Linked DNA regions of Bombyx mori: region 2 is linked to region 1. The links are chromatin contacts, called in public Hi-C maps. All regions are on one chromosome and are shown on one strand. The core of a region is the stretch at or near the end of the contact, and the rest is flanking DNA. Distances in the headings are between cores, read along the strand shown. Region 1 overlaps ced-6 (ced-6 protein). Region 2 overlaps ced-6 (ced-6 protein).

Region 1 (6,851 bases), core at 2,803-5,302:
ATATACGGAATTTTAAAACATTATCTTATTTTAGGAGTGAGTTTCAAAATACATGTTACGTCTTCCGATTCTGGTGGTAGGTGAATCCATACGATTAGGCATGTCCTACCCTGGCTATTTCTGCAGCGAACCATTACTGCGTTCCGGTATTAAGAAGGGTGGGTCAAGGCAGCCTTTTACTATAAAACTGTGACTTAGAATTCATGTCTTAGGGTGAAAGTCGGTTTAAGTTGTTGATATTTATGGGCTTCGGTAACAACTTGACTCCAGATGGAAGGAAGATTGTACACCCGTCTCAGTACTTAAAATGAAATACCCTTCCTCAAATTCTTTGAAGATTTTCCAAATTCTGTTTTAAAAAAAACTTTTTGGCGGGAACATGAGGAGTGAAGTTGTTTGATTTGTTTGTTTGTTTTGTCTATTTATTGTTTCTTCAGGTTAAAATGTTTAATAACGGTGGTTTATTAACTGTTTAATATCTGTGAAAGTGCACAAATGTGGGAAAATGAAACAAAGCCGCTGGACGTAACTTTTCGGGATCTTCCAAAAAGTCTACTGAAAAAATCTCAGTAAATGACCACCATTTTACTGAGATTATATTTCATTCCATATCATCTCATATCATTTCATTTAATTTGTTCCCAGTTGATTAAAGTCTCAAGTTAATCATCCTCATTTCATTTCCCTCCATATTATCATTTTTCATAAAAATAAGAATATAAATTAAAAGAAGACATGACTTAAAGGTCTTTGTTACCAGGTCATAAAATCCCTTTAAAATAAGAAAGCATTATTAATTTTTTTGATGGGAGACATTTAACAACATCAACAAAAAACAACTAGGACTCTTAGCAAAAACACTCTCATTAATACACGCTTAAAGAAAGACAGGAAATGCCGAATTTCACTTCATAAACAATTGCACTTAATAATACAATAAATAAATAAACTTTAGTGCATTATAAAGAGGCAACCTTTGTTCGCGACAAGGTCACACGAAACACGTATTGTTGCTCAAATGACATTGCGCGAATCATTCGTTGATGAATTAGCCGTAATTAAGCTTTGTTTTCTTGTATTATTATTTTTTTTTTTTACGTCCAATTACTTACCGACATACAGCAATTAAGCATGTAGTTTTTTATAAATAAAATGTTATTGTTTTCACAGATTTTTCTGTTTCAAAATGACAAACGGGTTTTTTTTTTTTGGATAGTCGGGTATTCCTGTTTTGTTTGTGATATTATCGAGATCAGTTCAGTGTAGTAAAGTAATGTGTATGCTTTTTTTTCATATTTCGAAATTATTCTGGCTTTGAGTTCTATCTAAATGCGACGTATTTATTTACAATAACTTTTTAACTCTCAGACACAGCCCACTGAGTTTCTCGCAGGATCTTCTCAGTGGGTCGCGTTTCCGATCCGGTGGTAGATTCTGCGAAGCACGGCTCTTGCTAGGGTTCGTGTTAGCAACCTGCAGATCGTTGAGTCTCACATACCCCGCGCGCCCCTTTTGCGCGGGGACCTCGTAGGAGGTTCGGCCCTCTACCCGAAAAAAAAAAAGTGTTAGCAACGTCATCAGGTTTGAGCCCCGTGAGCTCACCTACAAACGTTAGGGTTACGCTGAAATAGCCCCTAAGGCTATCAGCTTAGGTAGGGTTGCCGTTCTTTGTATGATTGTTAAAGGGCGGGTTTTTAAGCCTTGTTGTCAACTCTACAAACAGGTACGCGTTATTGCTTTACGACAGTAATAGGCAGGACGGTGATACTTACAGGTTACTGTTAGATGACTGATATCCATGTATAAACTCGTAGGAAAATTTGTACATTCCTTCGAACACTGGTATAGTCGCATGGCTTGACAAGAGTACACAGGGCGTCTTATCCTTTAGGCCGACGCAACTTCAGATTTCTCCTATTTTATGCATGTATTATGTATATTAATCTCTTCATTTCCGTCTGTCTATATCGCTAATTATTCCAACGGGACAAAATTATCTACCAATATTACTAAAATATCTCTGAAGTCGCCCGAATGCCTCCGAAGGAGACCAAACAGTTCAAGAGCAGTTACTTCGCGAATGCTTTCGTGAATCTACTACTGGATCAGAAATAATTTTTACTACTTTAATAAGATCTACCACTTGAATATTGTATGTAACGAAATGAAAACAATTTTATTCAAATCAATTTAGTTCAATGAAAATATAAGCAATTAGCTGTACCCGTCCGCTTCGCTGGGCATTTAAAATTAACATTATTATTTCTCACCCCCACAAAGATTCTCATCATTAACGCCCCCGCAACTGGTGTAGGGAGTCCAACGCTCATATAAATATTAGCCAATCCATTAAGTACATGTATTTTCTACATGGATACCAAGTTTCAAGGCAATCGGATGCATGGTTCAGTAGTTATAACGGAACATCCGTAAAAACCACTGTAGATTTATGTATTAGTATAGATTGAAAAGAAAGCTCCCAGAGAACATCTAAACAATAAAACAACAGTTAATCAAACAGTTATTTCCTAGTTTTCGATACGGCGAGACTTCCCGGTCAAAGAAAATTTGGATCCGGCTGCTTTATCTATGCAACCGGATCTCGTGTTTTATCCGTTGTGCTTATTTTGTGTACTTCACAACGGTCTTTGAAAAAGTGTATTATCAAATTTAGGTCTTTTTTTTTATTGCTTAGATGGGTGGACGTGCTCGCAGCCCACCTGGTGTTAAGCGGTTACTGGAGCCCATAGACATCCACAACGTAAATGTGCCACCCACCTTGAGATATAAGTTCTAAGGTCTCAAGTTAGTTACAACGGTCTGGGCATTAAGGGATTTGGAATTTCCCGAAATAGTTAACGTAAATATTATTACTACTGACTGTAGTTCTGATAAGCTTTTCAATTCAATGGGAAGGGTAAACTTTTTTAGCACCTTTTTATGAACTTCACACGAACGTAGGTATGTGTGTAACGAAATATTTTAACGTGATTTTTACCTAATTCAAAACGTCCAATCCAATTGAAATTTAGTACACTCCTCAAGGACTAATGATAGCACAATAAATTCATAAGGTTTTTTCAATCAAATTAATTATTTTCATTAGCTATTATTATTATAGCATGTGAACAGTAAACAAGTATATATTAATATTGCTTTAGAACATTCTCCTCTTTTTAGTTCAGTTATTTACTACGTACATATGTACCGTAGTCTTTTAATTGAATTTTCACAAAATCAAGACATCCTATTCATTTGTATTAAGCACGGTGACGACACAATAATTTGAATGCTTCGGCCCAACATCGAAGACTTACAAAAAAGCTATACCTCATAATCGTCAAAGTTATCGTAACAAGAAGCAAAATCAGCGCATCGAATGACCTCTTAGATTTAAATCTTAATCTGCATATCGAGGGGTGAAATTCTATTTGATTTAAGTGACGACGTAATTATGGACGTAATATCTTTGGTGCGTTTTATTTGACATTAGCATTAGCAATTCCCTGTCATTTTAACGGTCATCGTTCTCGTCGAACCCGTCGCTTGCGACGAAGGGCTCGGCGAGTAAATTAACCCACGACACAGCCCACTGAGTTTCTCGCCGGATCTTCTCAGTGGGTGGCGTTTCCGATCCGGTGGTACATTCTGCGAAGCACGGTTCTTGCTAGGGTTCGTGTTCGCAACGACGTCAGGTTTGAGCCCCGTGAGCTCACCTACTAGTTCGGCGAATCTAGAATAACCTCTCGAGGTTACTAGAATAGGTAGTAAAAAAAAAACGATTAGATGTTTTTAATTAAACTTGAATTAAGTTTATTCCATTCGAATAGAATTCCATATGATTCGATTTTTTTTTGTTATGATATTTTTTACAAATTTTAAACTTTAAATAGCTTTCGTGTAATGTTGTAAAAATATCGCTCGAACCAAATAGTCTTTCATCCCTCAATATGAATTTTATATTAATAAAATACACGTGCGTCATCTCGCTTACCGCCGTCCTCTACCGGCTGGCCGAGCGTACGTCACAGAGGATAATCTGTACCATGCGGTGTCATCGCGATGTTTTGGTATTTCCGCGAACAGACAACAGAACAACCGAATGGTATATTCATAAACGCAAGTGTTACTAGAATTATTTTAAAAATGTAATAAGAACGAGCTTTCTCTGTTTATTTTTTTTTTTTTATTTTGACAACAGGAGGCTTATCAAACAGCATTACTTTATAATTAAGAGCAATTTGTAAGGTTAACAGTTTGACTGGATGAATTCGCGAAGCAACTGCCCTGGGAACTATTGGATCTCCTTCGGAAGCACTGTGTGTGGCTGTTATCAAATAGAATTTCCCGTCTGAGGCCGTGCTCGCCCATCTGTCCAGGATAAACTGGAAAGGTTACCAGTAACCCCACTCTCCATATTCCTAAGTACTGCCTAACGACAGTGGAGCCGTGTGGCTTCTCTGTCTATTTTAGCTAACTAATGTTCGCCTAACGAAAGAAATTCGACCATATTCGGTCAAAACCTATATATTAACTAGCTGTACCCGACCGCTTCGCTGGGCATTTAAAATTAACATTATTATTTCTCACCCCCACAACAATTCTCATCATTAAAGCCCTCGCAACTGGTGTAGGGAGTCCACCACTCATATATTAGCCTATCCATTAAGTACATGTATTTTCTACATCGATACGAAGTTTCAAGTCAATTGAATGAATTCAGTAGTATAATGGAACATCCGTAAAAACCACTGTAAATTGATATATTAGTCTGGTATAGATTATAAGTAGGTATTCAATTTTCGTTTTTGTTGTTGACTGTACTATATAAAAACCTATTTCCGAATTTGTTTTTTTTTTTAAACGTAAAACTAAGGCTAGTAAATAATCTATATATTAATACGTGAAGCAAAAACTTTGTACCCCTTTTTACGAAAATTGCGCTGACGGAGGAGTATGAAATTTCCGACACTTATAAATATTATAAACAAGAAGTGCACAATGCTAATATATTTTTTAAATCAATAAATTCCAATATTCAAGAACAAAATTATAAAAAGTTGTTGTTGAACCTCAGCCTCAGCCTTGGTCTGAGTACTCGGGTATTACTGTCCTTGTTGTCTTTCTTTTGTTTTTAATTTTTTATTATTATTAATAGTATTGTTAAATCTCTATTGATATATTAATGTAATGCATGCTGTAATTGCCTCTAATTAGAGTTGCAGTTATCAATTGCTCTATACATGTCAATGTTATTTTATGTCTTACTGTAAACCCTGTCGGTAATCCTTAAATAAATAAATTAAATTAAATAAATAAAACATTACACACCCTACTATGTATTTGACACACACATACGCATATAACATACTCTGTTGTTTATTGTTTAATTTCTGTGATCAAATTGAGAATAGATTATTATTGTTTGTCTTTAATATTATTTGCCTACAGAGTAGCCTTGGCGAAATCTATAATTATAGAAGTATAGTCTTTGGCAAGAGACCCTTAATGATATTTAAGCTTATAATTTAAATAAATTATGATCGAAATTCGATCACAAGGCGACCACTAATAGTTAAAATAAATTTAAGAGATAATGAGAGGGAGAGAGATAGAGGAGATTGTGATGTTTATCTATTCTTAACCGACTTCAAAAAAAAGGAGGGGTTCTAAATGCGACCGTTTTTTTAAATATGTATGTAAGTACCTAAGAACTTTTTTTGGGCGAATAGATAGTATATTGTCGCCCTATTTAAATTTTATCGAGAATGACAAAGTTGTTTTTGAAATTATGATAGTGACAATAATAATAGTTTTAAGTAATTTTAATGAAAAATTAATTAATTTCGCCTACATACATTGATAAATATATTCAATCTGCATATTTTGTCGAAGTAAGTTTTCTTTTTTTTTTTATAATTTTGTATTATGTCTTCACCTATTTCTATATTCATAACTGTTGCGTTGTGAATAAGAGTGGACTGTATTATTAGTTTGATATTTTTATATATCTATAAGTGACAAAATAAAGAATTTAAAATTAATGACTATAAGAAATAAGAAACAGATGTGTCGCCCTTGACGGCTGGAAATGGAAAGGGGTAAGGCGTCATAGCGGACGTCGCTCGTTGACACCTTTGACGTTCCGAATTCAAACATAACAATATTACTTATGTTACTAGAAACACTTGTTTATTATTGTACTACTAGCCTTTTATCGGTTCGTGTACATATTACGCACGGTCCACGCTCCGCGTATTTACGTAGCTGCAAATGTCCACATTCGCCATTTTGATCGCTCATTACGTTGTTGACAATTCAAAAACATAATATTTCCGTCAATTTCTCTATCTCGTTCTAAAATATGAATTTAGAAAAGGACAGGTTCGTTTTTTTTTCTTTTCTGCTTCAAGCGCCGCTAACATGAAATGTTTTTTTTTTTTTTGTAAATTTTACGCGGGATTTCCTTTTTTTGTTTACACGTAATTAGAGACGATAAAGCTTATTCCTAAAATTTGCTGTATAGTATTTTATTATGAGAATGAGTGTTGTTTGTCATGTTTTTTTCACATCGTTCGCGGTAAGTAATTGATTGATACGTGGGATTACGAAATTATGTACCAACATTATAGGAATGATCCAGCGACTTTTGTGTTATTGTTGCCAGTTATTTTTATTTGTGTACAGAGATATAGATTTTAGTAGACACAATTAACCATTTTTACGTTTATTTATGGTCATTTTGTGCTAAGTGATTTATTAATTGGAATTTATAAACAGTTGGCTATCAGTTATCAGAATTTTCAACTTCACTCACCATCAGGTGGGTCGTATGCTCGTCTGCCTACAAG
Region 2 (7,650 bases), core at 4,141-6,640, 34 kb before region 1:
CTCAGTATAGTTACAACGGCTGCCCCACCCTTCAAACCGAAACGCATTACTGCTTCACGGCAGAAATAGGAGGGGTGGTGGTACCTACCCGTGCGGACTCACAAGAGGTCCTACCACCAGTAATTACGCAAAGTTTGATTTTTATTGCACGACGTTATTCCTTCACCGCGGAAGTCAATCGTGAACATTTGTTAAGTACGTATTTCATTAGAAAAATTGGTACCCGCCTGCGGGATTCGAACACCGGTGCATCGCTACATACGAATGCACCGGACGTCTTATCCTTTAGGCCACGACGACTTCAAATATGTATCTATTTTTCTTTATTCTTTATTGTACACACAGTTAATACAATACAAGAATTGCGGAAAGTTATAAAATGGCGAGCTTAACTCAACAATGTATGTGTTCAATCTATGTATGTATAGAGTTTTAAAGGCCCGTCATTGTAAATACATATGTATGTACATTTTTTTTTTTTTCCACAGGTGAAAATCGCCGGATCTCCACCCGCGCGGCAGGTGGGGTATGTGGGAGTTGAACCTCACTAAAAACTCCTGCCGCTCACAACCGGCGCCCTACCTCGGACCGGGCCGGAGCCCAGTCGGGGCTATTGAAACGGCGGGACAGGGTTGACGCAGAGCACATTACATCCATCCCACCGTCCCACGGACGCCGGACCGGTGGCCGCCAGCGACACGACCACCGGTTCCCTCGTTCAGCGGGCCGAGAGCCCGCTTTGATGGCGCCGCGTTACACCTTCACCCAGAGCGGTCGGGGGAACGCGGTCTACCATCACCCGGCTTCCTATTGCGGGTGAGCGTGCAGAACACGCCACCCCACGTCTGGGTCCCTCCCCGCACAAAACGGGTGGGACCCCTAGCTCTTAGGGGGCCAGGTCACGGATACGACCCCGGTCCCGAACCCCTGCTCGGCGGCGGCGGGTTTCTGCGTAGTGAGGAGAGCTTTCCCTCACTCGCCCCGCCGCCTCCTTCTGCGAGATGGTGCACTCGCAGAAGTCGAGCATAGCCTTCCATGACTCATCGCTGCCAAGCATCGACGCCACGACGCCAGGCAGCATATGTATGTATATTAGCATATTCATGACAAGATTTTATTATATATATTGTGTACAGAGTTCATTGCATCATATATGCGTTTATTGATTGAAAATAACGACAAAGGGAAGATCTTCCACGAGTGATTTTGCAAGGTAAACCGAAGGTCCGAATATTGTTGTTCGGAATTTGTATATATTAGTGTCCCCGCGGTAGTCGAGATTCGACTATAATTAATTGAAATTATAAGTTTAAACATTATCATGGTTCTATTGTCAAATACTATTTATTATATTTCGATAATATAATCACAGTATTCGCCAAAACTGCACTATAGATAAATATTTTTTGTCCTTAATATTATTGATCTATTTTCCATGCATGCATTCCCTTGCATTTGGCAAGGCTTAACCTTTTGCCTAGCGATATATGTGAGTGTGGCAATGACGTTGGGGATTTTAATCATATATTCTTTGCCTGTCCTCGAAATGACCGTTCCGCTTTTATTTCCTCACTTTTGTCCATTAAAATTCCTTTTCCTACTTCAATTTCTATCCTTTTATCTAATATCAATATTGATGTATATAGAATATTAGCTAGTTTCATTTTTCATAATAATATAAAATTGTAACCATTTATGTACTTAGTTTATATAATATATATACCTGATCCTTTTTCCAAATTACGTTCCAATTTCAAATCCATTAAAAAAATCCATTAACACACTTCCTAACCTTTTTGCGTAGCTGACGCACAAACCGTGCAGGCCAAGAAATGGGAGAAAAAAAAAAAAAAAAATTCGCCCACAGACTTTAAACAATAAAAAAAGTTTCCCAATTGACAGTAAACAAAGAGTATATTTTTATGTATGTTGTGTCATATACATGGTAGTGTGTGTAATGTTTTCTTTATTGATTTAAAGTACCTTATATGCATTATTTAAAAAAGAAATCGCATTGTGCACTCTTTCTCTATATTCTCTATAAGTGTGAGAAATTTCATACTCCTCCGTCCGCGCAATTTTCGTAAAAAGGGATACAAAGTTTATTCTTCACGTATTAATATATAGATGTAAACTAATTTTTGTTATGCCGACCTATTGCTTAGTGCGAGGAGTGCACAAGAAAGAATGTGGTACCTGAGGAATGGCGAGGTCTTGTGAAGTGCACCACCACCCGAAGTAATGACCAGGTCCAGTCGGCCAAGAGTGGAAACGACTAAGAAGAAATTGCTAGTTCCCTCGGGGGGTTACAACGGCTGCCCCATCCTTTAAACCGAAGCGCATTACTGCTTCAAGGCAGAAACAGGCAGGGCGGTGGTACCCACCCGCGCGGACTTACAAGAGGTCCTACCACCAGTAAAAACGTAACGTCCATTACTAGATGAAGACTAGATACATTGAGGACTTGAATCAGTTGAAAAAAAACCAATGGAGTTACTGTCGTTCGATTTTCTTGGGCTTTTGTTCAATTGAATATGCAGCTCACGCGGAAGGCGACCGTGGGTAGGAACCAATAATCTATCTATCAATCAGTCCACAGAATTCCACTGATGGGCATAGGCCTTCCCCAAGCTTCGCTCCGGATCCCCCAAGATTGGTCCCGCGCTGCTTGCATCCAGCGGATCCCCGTCAATCTCAGGATATCATTGGTCCACCTTTTGGAAGGACGTAGCGTGGGTAGGAAACGATAATACCATTATTGTGTAATAAAAATGAAACCCGCAAAATTATAATTTGCGTAATTACTGGTGGTAGGACCTCTTGTGAGTCCGCGTGGGTGGGTACCACCACCCTGCCTATTTCTGCCGTGAAGCAGTAATGCGTTTCGGTTTGAAGGGTGTGGCAGCCGTTGTAACTATACTTGAGACCTTAGAACTTATATCTCAAGGTGGGTGGCGCATTTACGTTGTAGATGTCTATGGGCTCCAGTAACCACTTAACACCAGATGGGCTGTGAGCTTGTCCACTCATCTAAGCAATAAAAAAAAAAGCCCCGAATCCCCCAAGATTGGTCCCGCGCTGCTTGCATCCAGCGGATCCCCGTCAATCTTAGTAAATCATTGGTCCACCTTTTAGAAGGACGTGGTGTGGGTAGGAAACGATAAAACCATTATTAATAAAAAAACGTGGAAACTTTGGGGCCCATCTGCTAAAAGCTTTTTAAGGACCTTAAAAAAAACGTTTTGAGGCCTCGGGAGACCAGAAGGCCGGTACATATTTTGCACAAAGAATTAGCATTGCTATCCAGCGTGGAAATGCTGCCAGCCTTCTGGGAACTCTGCCAACCGGCGGTGAGCTAACGCAGATTTTCTATTTATAAGTAGCTTTACCTAAATAATTATTATTTTTATTCATTTATTAGTTTGTCTTTGTTAATATTTTTATTGAGTTAATTGAAAATAGATTAATATTGTTTGTTTTTATAAAAAAAAAAAAACATTAATTACCAATTCGTTAGTTACCAACAGCTGTTAGATAGCATATCGTTGTGCCGTTTTTTGAATTCGGTCAACGAAGAAAACACAAAAAAAAAAACCGATAACCCAGATTCTGGCTTTAGGAGACATGACATTTGACTCTATTCGTAATCAGCATGTAGTTTTGCAAAAAAAATGTTTTTTTTTTTTTTATAACAACGGGAGGCAAACGAGCAAGACGGGTCACCTGATGGTAAGTGATTCACCGCCGCCCACGGTCACCAGCCTTTACGCCAGTGCGTTGCCTACCCTTCAGGTAAGAATATGCTCTTTTCTTGAATAACACAGAACGAATGAAATTTTCATTTGTTGAGAGAGTCCATTAACTTATGACTTTGCTTCGGTTTATTTTTAATCGTAAGAAAGCTTTCAAAGTAAAAAGTTTCCCAATTAATTGGTAACGCTATTGTTGCTTATATTATTAAGTAGTGCCCTGGAATTCAATCATCATTTTCCTGCTCTTCTCCCAGTCACCTGGGGTCGGCGCAACATGTTTTCTCCTTCCATACTCTTCTATCATATACCATTTCTTCGCTCACTCCCCTCCTACCCATATCGTCTTTCACACAATCCATCAATTTCTTCTTAGGTCTACCTCTTCCTCTAAATCCTTCCACATTCATAGTTAACACTCTCCTAACAACCTCATGCCCTGGAATTCAATATGAAATCAAAATATCTAGTCAAGTCGAAATCAAGTCTGCAGTTATGGTATATTTATAGGCAGCGGTTTGGCTCTGCCCCTGGCATTGCCGGCGTCCATGAACGACGGTGACCACTTACCATAGGTGGGTTGTATGCTCGTCTGCCTACAACGGCAATAAAAAAAAAAAAAAGTTGGAGGTGCTTTGAATATGTACAATAAGATGGCCTTGAGCAGAGAGGGGTGACGGGACATCACGAGGGGCTTCAAATATGGCTTCAAAAATTATACATACGACCATTCTGTCTAGAGCAGTGTTTCTCAACCTTTATTGTGTCATGCCCCACTGTAACGTTTCTAAAATTTTTATGCAACCCATACATAAGTTTTAACATTAAAAAATTGATTTGTTCACTTAAGAAACATAAATGATAGGTTCTTGGAAGAAATCACTATGGAATTTTTATCAAAACACATAAGTATTAAAATATTTCAAAACATATAATAAACAAACTAAAATTCAAATTAACTTTCATACAGATTTTCTATATTAATTTAGTGCGATTATCCTCCTTAATTATCAAACTGCCCACTGGTGGGGCCAGGACTCTACTTTGGGAAACACCGGTCTAGAGTGTCGCGACTATAAAGAAAGAACAAGCTACATTTTCTTTCGCATTACACATTCAAAATTCGTGATTCGGGGTTGAGAATCTGAAAGCATTTTTTTTATTGCTTAGATGGGTGGACGAGCTCACAGTCAACCTGGTGTTAAGTGTTTACTGGAGCCCATAGACATCTACAACGTAAATGGGCCACCCACCTTGAGATATAAGTTCTAAGGTCTCAGTATAGTTACAACGGCTACCCCACCCTTCAAACTGAAACGCATTACTGCTTCACGGCAGAAATAGGCAGGGCGGTGATACCTACCCGTGCGGCCTCACAAGAGGTCCTGCCACCAGTGATTACGCAAATTAGAATTTTCATTCTTCTTTATTTCTTCTTTATTTAAAATTCGACGGGTTCTAAACATAACAAAAGCAAATAATTATCGACGTTATTGCGTAGTTGTTATACGTGCTATTTCCGCGTACTCATATCGAATAACATTATTCGATTAATTCATTATCGATACGAGACGGGACGCGGGCAAAGGTCGTTATTGTTTAATGATTTATATCGAGACAGACACGCGGTGTCGCATCACTATTGCGCGTTCAGTTTCTCGCGTGGAATTAGTAATCGGATGATTAAATTGTTTTATCTTTTTTGTTTATCTGCTGCATTTGTGCAAACTTGTGTTACTAGAGACGGCCTTTTGGCGGGAAGTGAGGATCGAAGTGGGTGAATTGTTTCATTTTGTTAACTTAATGTTTCTTCAGGTTTAAGCGAGTAATAATAATGGCTTATGACATAAAAGCCATTGGAAAAAGAAAGCCATGGACAAAGTGGTTTGGAAGAAACCGGAGGAGGCCTTTACCCGAGAAGGGGTTCCGATCAATAGTATACAAGAAAATAACGATAGGGAGTAAAGGAAAATGAAAGAAACTTCACCCTTGTATATATTAAATCGCATTTACTAATTTGAATTAAGTTGAAACATAATTTTTAATTAAGAAAATGCAAGATATAAAAAAAAAATTTTTTTTTTATAAAGAATAATAAAATCTCTATGCCTCAACAATGTTGCCATTATACAGCAATATTAACAAAATTTAAATCTTGTTGTTTTTTCTCACGAGACACCGATTGCATAAAATGAGGACACGGGAGTTCTCATGGACGACAATCTTTTAAAAATTTTAGCTTCTTAATTTGAAGACAACCGCTTTTTTTATTTTATTTGCGGGCTTTGTTAAGTTTTTTTTATTGTTTAGATGGGTGGACGAGCTCACAGCCCACCTGGTGTTAAGTGGTTACTGGAGCCCATGGACATCTACAACGTAAATGCGCCACCCACCTTGAGATACAAGTTCTAAGATCTCAGTATAGTTACAACGGCTGCCCAACCCTTCAAACCGAAACGCATTACTGCTTCACGGCAGAAATAGGCGGGGTGGTGGTAACCGTGCGGACTCACAAGAGGTCCTACCACCAGTAATCCAGTTATGCACCAGTAACTGCATGTATTGAGGATTAGAATATAACAGCGATTTTTGCACAAATTAAAATTCACTCGTTTCGTCTTAGGACCATACAGTCTGTATATTTTTTAGTAGAGTTAATGAAATCATTGAAATTCGACCATCATCTTGGTTACTGAATAAAAAGCTTTTGATCAAGACGAACAATTTCAAAAGAGAAACACACTTTTATTGCCAACTAGAGGTCCCGCGGTAGTCGAAATTCGACTACAATCAATTGGAATTGTAATTTTGTACACTATTATGATTGTATTTTATACTTCTATAATCACAAATTTCGCTAAGACTACACTATAAAAAATATTAATAAAGACAGACAATATTTGATCTATTCTCAATTTGACAACAGACGTCAAGAATAAAAGTTTGACAATAAATAGTATGCATGCGTGTGTGCGTCAAATACATGGTATGTAGTGTGTGTAATGTTTTCTTTATTGTTTTAATGTATCTTTTATGCATTATTTAAAAAAAATATTAGCATTGTGCACTTCTTCTCTATATTCTCTATAAGTGTGGAAAATTTCATACTCCTCCGTCCGCGCAATTTTCGTAAAAAGGGATACAAAATTTGCTTTTTCAAGGCTATTGTGCTGTCTAGATAATCAATATTAAAAAACTACATTGTAAAAGCCATAGAGTACACGCAATTAACTTTATTAACATTTCTAACCTATGTAACGATTTCATAAAAAAAAACCCATTAAAACTTTAAAAATGATGAATTATTTTTTTATTACTTAAATTTGTGGGCGACCTCACGGGCCACCGGGTGTCAAGTGGTTGCCGGAGCCCATAGACATCTACAACGTAAATGCGCCACCCACCTTGAGACATAAGTTCTAAGATCTCAAGTATAGTTACAACGGCTGCCCCACCCTTCAAACTGAAACGCATTACTGCTTCACGGCAGAAATAGGCAGGGTGGTCACACCCGTGCGGACTCACAAGAGGTCCTATCATCAGTAATTGCTGTTAGTATAATTGTTGTTATAATTGTAGCGATTACTGACATGGAAGGGAAGATATTTGACAAAAATTTGTCTGAATTGCGCTAACGACGTTTTCAAAACAAGTTGGCATATATTCAAGTTCCGAACAATAACATTCGGATCTTCATGCTGGCTGAGCCCGTGCTCGCTTAGTTGTCCTGGTAAAACTTAAAGGACTCCGAACCACAGGCAAACCCTTCGTTCCAAAAAAAAACCCTACGCCGGTCTACCGAGCAATTTTACTGGTTCTGGCTGAAAAATATTCCCTTTGTCGATTCCTCTCAACTATAATTAAATTTATGAAACCCTACTTGCCCAAAATCACCGTCTCC

The links. A called contact is a pair of places that touch in the nucleus more often than the background predicts.
Region 2: a Hi-C map of middle silk gland shows a contact between it and region 1, with 1.5 times the contacts expected there. The contact joins two enhancer-like sites. A contact is called at or near these places in 2 of 7 Hi-C or Micro-C datasets (middle silk gland and posterior silk gland).

Annotation. Positions count from the first base shown.
Region 1 is chr2:5,462,557-5,469,407 of ASM3026992v2, reverse strand. The region is part of intron 1 of ced-6 (ced-6 protein); the gene reads right to left. Among protein-coding and RNA genes, the nearest start is that of LOC101736997, 8.8 kb to the right of the region's middle. Within about 2 kb of position 4,052, at least 8 of the 8 cell types and tissues checked have open chromatin away from gene starts, as enhancers often do.
Region 2 is chr2:5,497,376-5,505,025 of ASM3026992v2, reverse strand. The region is part of intron 1 of ced-6 (ced-6 protein); the gene reads right to left. Among protein-coding and RNA genes, the nearest start is that of LOC119629985, 33 kb to the left of the region's middle. Within about 2 kb of position 5,390, at least 4 of the 8 cell types and tissues checked have open chromatin away from gene starts, as enhancers often do.